Linked DNA regions of Mus musculus: region 2 is linked to region 1. Evidence: chromatin contacts called from public HiChIP or PLAC-seq data. All regions are on one chromosome and are shown on one strand. Each heading gives the region's core, a stretch centred on a gene start, on an enhancer-like site or on the middle of the called end of the contact. The rest is flanking DNA. Distances are from core to core; before and after follow the strand shown.

Region 1 (3,983 bases), core at 649-3,148:
AAAACCAGGTCTGGGTTTGGATGGAAAGGGACGTGGGAGGATCTTGAAGGAGTTGAGGGAGGGGGAACCACAATCAAAATATATTGTATGAAAAAAAGTATGTTTTCAACAAAAGAAAAGGATCTGCATTGAAAACATTTTTTCTCGTCATCTTCTTTTTTCCAGTCTCCTTAATTTTTAAGATGCTAGTATCAAATACTTTTATACATGCTAGACTAGGAACAAATCTTGTTTGGGGGAGTATAAAAATCCATAGAAATTTAAGATGGAGTCTTTTCTTTTACCTTTGTGTAGTTTGCTTCTATTGTAGCTCTGTAAGTGGTGACTCAAAAGTCTGTAGGCTATGTCTTTGGAAGCTATATCCATCATCCTTCTTTGTAAGGTCCCCCCTATGTAGAAATATTTTGTTTACCTTAAGTAAATGAGACCCCACAGATAGGTTATGTTTGTCAAGACCTGTACTCACTGTGATAACTATGAACACACAGCCGCAGAAAAGTCACCTTTCCACACTGCTTAGTAGCCATGAAAATTACAATAAATCTATGAATCACTTTGAAACATTATTTAATCCTGTGGTTGAGGTGTATCAAGAAAACAAAGAGTCCCAGTTATTTCCTGGAAAACTGTTAACTGAGTATAGTTTTTAAGTCTTGGTACCTATCCAGGTACTTTTATCTGAACACATTAAATAGTTAATTACAGTATTTGTGGATACAGTTACAGAAATTGGCAAAAAGAACAAAACTTGTAATCCTCAGACATCTATATAGAAACAGAATGTATGGGTCTCCCCTGTGAGTCAGTCCATGTACATCGGAATCCAAGATAACTCAATTTCTGCTGCAGGCTTCTTAGGTGCTCAAGCTCAGCGAGATAGCACTCCAACCAAACAAGGTACCACTGCTCTCTTTCCACAGAAATGGGTTCCTTCTAACTAACTCCACAAGATGGAAGCTTGGTGACTCTTCTTCTAGCTTTGTAAACCAAGCATAGTGGTGGAAATGAGTCCTCGCCCGCAGGACTGAGAGTCAGACCTTGAAACCATCCCCATCTTCTCAATATGTTTAAGCCTCACTCTGCACACTTTGCTGTGTGCTCTGTACATCACCCGTCTGTCCCTTCAGCATCTTGCCAAGTCTTCATCAACAATAAGATAATGCGGAAAAGAGCAAGAACATTCTAAATCAGAATTAAGGATTCTTTCCTCAATCTGCATACTTCCTACATTAAAATGCGTTAGACTATTACATTTTATTAAACAACTGTAAGGAGTTTGAGGTTCCAAGCCTAGTCATTAAAGCCACAAGGTGTACCATCCATGACTTTCAAAGGGAATTCAGCAAATGAGAAATATTAGTGTGGGTGAATTTGTCTTGTACTGTATAGTATAACTATATGTAGTATATAACATAACGTAGTGTAATGGATGAAGGAGAACCACATTGCAGGGAAAGGGCAACTCAGGAAGGCATCTGTAGCTTGCCATATCTCTACTTTTTTCAGCCAATAATTTGAAGTCAGTGTATATAAAGCTGAGATGAAAATATCCATTTAGGGAAGCTGAGATGAAATGACTTGCAATCCAAAGAAGAAAAGAGGAAGAGAAAGGGGTAGGAGAGGGCACAGGGAGGGAAAGGAAATGGAGAAGGGAGAGGAGACAGGGAGGGAGAGAACTGGAGAGAACTTTAGTCACAACACTGTTTTTATCTTATTCTCATAAATTACATAAAATAAAAATCCTAAACTAGTAACCCCAAAAAGCAGAAAGGAAAAAATATTTTATATTAGATAAATTTGTTTTGGTTAAATTTTGTACCTCTGCAGCTGTTGTGATTTCCCAAGGGTCTTGTGCAGTTAGTGGATGGTTTCTGTTAATTCTAAGCTTTGGTTTCTCTTTCAGTTCTATCTTCATGCTAACTCCATGTGAAAAACAATTGGGAGGGCTTTAACAGAACATGTAGCTCTAGAACCTCTGGGGCTAACGGGAGACCCTGCATTCATCCGCCTGACTGGCAGGATGGGATTTGATGGGCTCCCTGCTGAGTGCAAGTGCTCTTCAGACTGGCTTTCTAAATATATCCACGGAAGGAAATGAAGTCTGTGTCATCAGGCTATCTGCAGTATGTAAAGCAAAAACCACCCAACATTTTAGTGCATTGATATTTGTTTGTTTGGAAGATGAGCCAGGCTAACTTCTTACTCATTTATGTAATTCAGGCTGGCCTTGAACTCCTGATTCTCTTATCTCCACCTACTCAGTGCTGGGATTGTGGGTGTGTACCACCACACCGTATGATTAACACTCAGTGATAAAATCCAAATACAGCAGGCTGGAGATATAGGTCAGCCAGTGCAATGCTTACCTCACAGGACAAATGTTTAGCGCTGAAACTATGTAAAAATAACTAATTAAAATTTGTCATCCCAGTGCCGGGGAGGCAGAATCCTCTCAGGAGGATCCTCGGGGGTCACGGACCAGCCAGTGTAGACTCTGAAAGACCTTGTCTCAAAGGACGTAGATGGTTTCCTCAGAATGACACCAGAGGTTGTCCTTTGGTCTCTACATACATACACAAAGACATGCGTGAACACACACAAACATACATACACATTCAGTTTAATAAAACAAATATACCAGCTCAGTTGATGTCTATGGATTTCATAAAATACATGTATTATACTTTACAGCTACTCTCAAGAACCCCTTTTCATGTATGTGCATGTGAGCTTGCATATGTACACAGAGCACTAATGTCAGGAACTAGCCTTTATCACTCCACACTGCATTCGATGAGCCAAAGCCAGAACTCAGAAACATACTGGCCTTACTAGAGGACTGCCCTGCTCTGGGCATCTCCATCCTCTGCTTCCCAAGGCTGGACCTACAGGTGGGCCAGCACACCCACTAAGCATCAGCTAGGTTCTGGGGATCGCACCTCCAGTCCTCATGCTTGTGTAGCAAGCTCTCATCTGCCAAGCCATTTCTCCAGCCTGAGAGCTTATTTAAGCCCACGATGAAAATTGTGTTTGAGCCAAGACCAAGGACACTGACCCGACTTCTATACAGGTGTGTTCCTGTCTAGCCTAGCAGTTGCTTCCAGCCCCTCTGTCTTGGAGGGCTTTTAGTAGTTTCTTATCACTGCCTATGATCACTGAAAAAAGAAACCTGAATTGTTCTTTTCCTATAACATTCTTGGTTCTTCCTTCCCACTAAAAAGCACACACTCGGCAAGCCCTGGGGAGTGCTTCGTTCCAGTGTAAGATGGCAGCTTCCCTGATGTAGAAACTTCGAATGGAGTATTTCCCGAGACTTTCCTTCATTTGTCTAGGTAGGTTTTCCTCCCTTAAGATTTACTTATTTTTATTTTATGCGCAATATCGGAGTGCCTGCATATATGCATGTGTACCACATGTGTGCCTGGTGCTAGTGGAGGCCAGGAGGAGCAGTTGGGTTCCTTGGAACTGGAAGTACAGGCAGCTGTGCACGGCTATGTGGGTGCTGGGAACTGAGTCATTCTCAAGGACAGAGATATACTTAGCCACCTCACACCTCACACCTTCCCACAGCCTCATCTAGGTAGTTCTTACTTTATTCTCAAAGAAGCGTCTCTGAGGTTTTTGCTAGATGTCATCCATAGCAACTAATTACCCCTTGGTTATAACAACAACAACAACAACAGTAATAGTACATTTAGAAGAGTCAAGCCATACACAGAATGCATCTTCAAGCAGCTGCTTTCCTGTGGATGCACCTGCTGATTTTTTTTGTTATGCAAAACATTATTACTGCACATAGGCTACTGACAAAATATTTATGCCAGGCAATGAAAACATACTTAGAAAGTCACAGTCTAGAAAGGCTGATTGCCTGATGACAGTCATCCTGCCGTGCTGGAATAAGCAGTTTCGGTCTGGATCACTCAGGTGCAGCACTCTGTAAAGTGAATATAAACAGCTGCAGAGTTGAGCATAAAGACCAG
Region 2 (3,983 bases), core at 888-3,387, 240 kb before region 1:
CACTGAAAACCTTGGTTTCTCATAATTAAACCATTGTGTTTCCGTAAGAACAGAACTTTATGTAAACAGTAAGATCACCGCAATTCATAACATAAAATCATCTTAATGTGAGCCACAGTATCTCAGGCCGTGTCCATTGGCACTCTGAGGTATGGCATCGGGCTGTCCCTGGCACAATGTGCACAAGTTGTATACTCAGAACTAAGGCTTACACAAAACAGGCAGGCGCTGCCGAAATGACTTCACATTCACTGTGTGTTGGATTTTTAGATGAATTCTTTGTTGTGCATATTCAGATATATTTCACTATTGCCAAAATGTTCATGACCCACCATCTCTTGACATGCTTTGGTACAGTGTCACGGTCCATGATTGAGGGCACTCAGATGTAAACAGGCTCAGAGGACTGGATCTCTTTGATAGACATAGACTTCCAGAGTATAAGGTATCCTTTTCAATCTACTACAGTTCTGTAATATTTCACTTTTAAAATTTTACATTATTATTATTATTGAGACAGGGATCTACTATGTAGCTCTGGCTGGCCTGGAACTTACTATCTAGAGCAGGCTGGTTTAGAACTCAGAGATTGCTCTGCCTCTGCCTCCTGAGTGTTACCTTTTGCCTGTGGGCAGTGTGTATCTGTGCAGGTATAAGGCTGTTACTGAGTGTCTTATCAAATCACTCTCCATCTTATTTTTTTAAAACGGGGTCTCTCACTGAAGCATGGATTGGCTAGGCTGATTGGCCATTGAGCTACTGGCATCCACCTGTCTCAGAGCCTCAACCCAGCACTAGGGTTACACGTGTGCGCTGCCACGTCGATGCAGTCTTCACATGGGTCCTGAGAATCCAGACTCAGGTGCTTTGCCAAGTGAGCCATGGTCCCAGGCCAAGGTCTGCTCTTTTAAGTTTAAGATAAAAACTTCTACTTTTTTTTTTGACCACTTACTTACTCTTCCTGAACCATTAAGACATGTGTAAAAGTCTGAAAGTAATACATACCCTTTTCTCAGACTCATGAGAATTAAAGCACAACATGCTAAAAACCATGTCCTGCACAGCCTTTCCTAAGGTTACTAACACAGGTCTTCAGGCCATCCTACATACCTGTTAGTATGAGCATCTTAGTCTAAGGCAAGTTTACACATTGAGATATGCCTATATCCTCTCACCCAGCAACTTTTCTGAATTGTTGACAATGTACGGGGCGTGCTAGGTGTTTATATTTAGACTAGAACACTCGTCTGATATCCTGAATGTTTTCATGGAACGCTGATCAACTCGGTGCTTGGTTTTAATAAAACAGCTATGATGTAGCCAAGGATAAAGGAACCAGCACCAGTAAGGATGTCTCAGCAACATCTGCAGTCTTGAAGGGAACAGTTGAAGACTGAGGGGTCCTGGGGATCCACTGCATTTCATTCTGAATAACAGAGCAATCTAGGGGTAAGGCACATTCAGTGAGTGTCAGTGAGGTAGCTAGTGTGATCTCTCTTTATCTGCACTCCAGCAGGGATGCCTACAGAGGCACATTGTAGAACCACGTGGAATTAGTCCCGAGATTCCATGGAGTGCGGCTATTCAGAGAACTGTATCTAGCTCTGAACGAATCCTGAAGTGTCCTGGGCCATTTGCTTTAACTGGCTGATGACTCCAGAGACTTGTACATTTCTAGTTCCATTCTTGGAAGCTTTTGGCATAAAATGTCTTTAGCTAAATTTAGCCTTTCCCACTTTAACCAAAGTCCAGTGGTTTTTGTTCATTGGTTTGTTCTGTTTTGTTTCTGTAATAGAGTGTGAAGAAAGCACACAGCTAACTTGTTTCCCCAGAGTTTCTCTGTGTTGCTCAGGATGTCCTGAAACTCACTCTGTAGACCAGGCTGGCCTTGAACTCAGAGATCCACCTGCCTCTGCCTCCTGAGTGCTAAGATTTAAAGCATGCACCACCACCACCTGGCCCCAGAACCTTAAGTGACATCTGGCATCACAAAAGTCCGGGGGTCTGCTCTGTGTTTCTCATCAGCACAGACAGGCCAGGCCTGGCCATTTATGAACTGGTCTGTGGGAAGAGGAAGAAAATAGCCTTGGTCAGACTACAGCTCCCATCCAAGGGAAAGACGCAGATCCATCACAATTACCACACTGCTTAACCCTAAGCAGCCAAAAATAGGAAGGAGACGTGGTAGTGTGTCTGCGAGACTGATACCACAAAGTGAGATTTAGCCTGACGTCACGACAACAAGCAAATAAAGGCAGCTCTGGGGCAAATTAAATTAATTGCACAAACACCAGGATGAGTCATTCAAATACCAGAAGGAATTTTGATCTTAAAATAACCTCTTTTTTTTTCACATTAAGTTTTCTTTTGACGGAGTAGGGTCAGACTAAAATTGCAGCGGTCTCCCTGTGTCACCTTAAGGAAAACTAAAGTTCACATGCTACTCCATATGCCTGTTGGTAGAAAGTAGTTTTATTCTCGAGTCACATTTCATATGATCATGAAGTAAACCGCTGACCCCAAAAGCTGATGCCGCTTTAGGAGAGGGTGAGGTTGGGGTGGTCTCTCTCAGTCTGTGTGTGTGAAGCTCTGTAATGGCTGCTCTCAGCCTTCCGTATGCTTCTACCCTTTAACACAGTTCCTCATGCTGTGGTGACCCCCAGCCATAGAATCATTTCCATTGACACTTCATAACTATAACCTGGCTACTGTTATGAGTCATGATGTACATATCTGATATGGGACCCAAAGGGTCAAGACCCACAGGTTGAGAAGCACTGCTCAAGAGAATGACCAGCCTGGGACAGAGGTGCAGGATACCAGTGTCGCCTTGCCCTTCCTTCTGAACCCAGGAGGCAGAACAACAATGCTAACAAAGAAGAATTGTGCCAACTGATGTGTTTATAAAAAGATAAAGAGGTATAAGACATGTTCTATTGGGGTGTGCCTCAGTGGGCACATACCAAGGCATCCCTTTGCCCTGAGAGACCAGCCATACGACAGTATAGTATAGAATAGAATTTATTCAGGGCATGGGGAGGGGAGCTAAGAGGGTAGTAGAGGCAGAGACAGGGAGAGGAAAGGAGGAAGGGGAGGGGGAGGTGGGAGGGGGAAGGGGAAAGGGAGAGAGAGAGGGAAAGGGAGGGAGAGGGGAGGGGAGGGGAGGGAAGGGGAGGGGAGGGGAGGGGAGAGAAGAGAAGAGAAGAGAAGAGAAGAGAAGAGAAGAGAAGAGAAGAGAAGAGAAGAGAAGAGAAGAGAAGAGAAGAGAAGAGAGGCTGACCATGGACACCTGGAGAGAGGGGGAAGGGAAGATCCTAACAGGGCAAGAGAGAAGCAAGAGGGAAGCAGAGTAAAAGGGGGAGGAAGGGGGCAAGCAGCCCCTTTTATAGTGGGTCAGGCACATCTGGCTGTTGCCAGGTAACTGTGGGGGGATGTTTAGACAGAAGGCTAACACCAACAGTAACTGAATTTGTAACATGAATATAGGGACAGAATTTTGTTTCTCATCCTAGAAAAGGCCCTAGGCCCTGTCCTTACATCAGCTTCACTGAGGCTAGCTTTGGCAGGAGCCCTAAGAAGCTGGTCCTTTGATTATCTCACCCTCTGTCACTCTCTCTTCTCCCTCCTCTCCACCCCCTCGGGACCTGTTCCTGTTTCCTCCTTTCTTCCAAGAGTCCTCTTTACTTGCTGGTATCAAGTTTACACTCAGGCGCTGACTGTCATCTTTCCTGGTATTTCCTTGGGAAGTCGAGGACTTGGGATAAAGAAAGTTTCTAGGTTAAACAGCACACACGGTGGCAGCTCCTCCACCCACCCCCTCACCTTCCTCCCCCTACCTGTGTCAACCTCTGGAAGTTTTCTAAATGGTGTAGCATGATTCATGGGCACATGAAACCCAAAAGTCTATCTCTTCAGGCACAGGCCCTGAGCAGGCTAACCCGGCTAACCCGGCTAACCCGGCTAACCCGGTCCTTCCCCAGCTT

The links. HiChIP or PLAC-seq counts read pairs in DNA pulled down with a chosen protein or histone mark.
Region 2: an H3K4me3 HiChIP or PLAC-seq map of bone marrow-derived macrophages shows a contact between it and region 1, with 7 times the contacts expected there. The contact joins two enhancer-like sites. A contact is called at or near these places in 2 of 115 datasets of contacts at active chromatin or transcription factors (bone marrow-derived macrophages and large pre-B cells).

Annotation. Positions count from the first base shown.
Region 1 is chr10:21,563,901-21,567,883 of GRCm38.p6, reverse strand. Gm33945 (a long non-coding RNA gene) reads left to right here. Exons shown (of 5, transcript XR_871483.2): 3 at 3,222-3,332. Among named protein-coding and RNA genes, the nearest start is that of Gm33892, 5.7 kb to the left of the region's middle. Within about 2 kb of position 1,898, at least 27 of the 459 cell types and tissues checked have an H3K27ac peak or open chromatin away from gene starts, as enhancers often do. A contact at or near this core is called in bone marrow-derived macrophages, where this site is marked.
Region 2 is chr10:21,807,920-21,811,902 of GRCm38.p6, reverse strand. No RefSeq gene overlaps it. Among named protein-coding and RNA genes, the nearest start is that of Platr6, 48 kb to the left of the region's middle. Within about 2 kb of position 2,137, at least 9 of the 459 cell types and tissues checked have an H3K27ac peak or open chromatin away from gene starts, as enhancers often do. A contact at or near this core is called in bone marrow-derived macrophages, where this site is marked.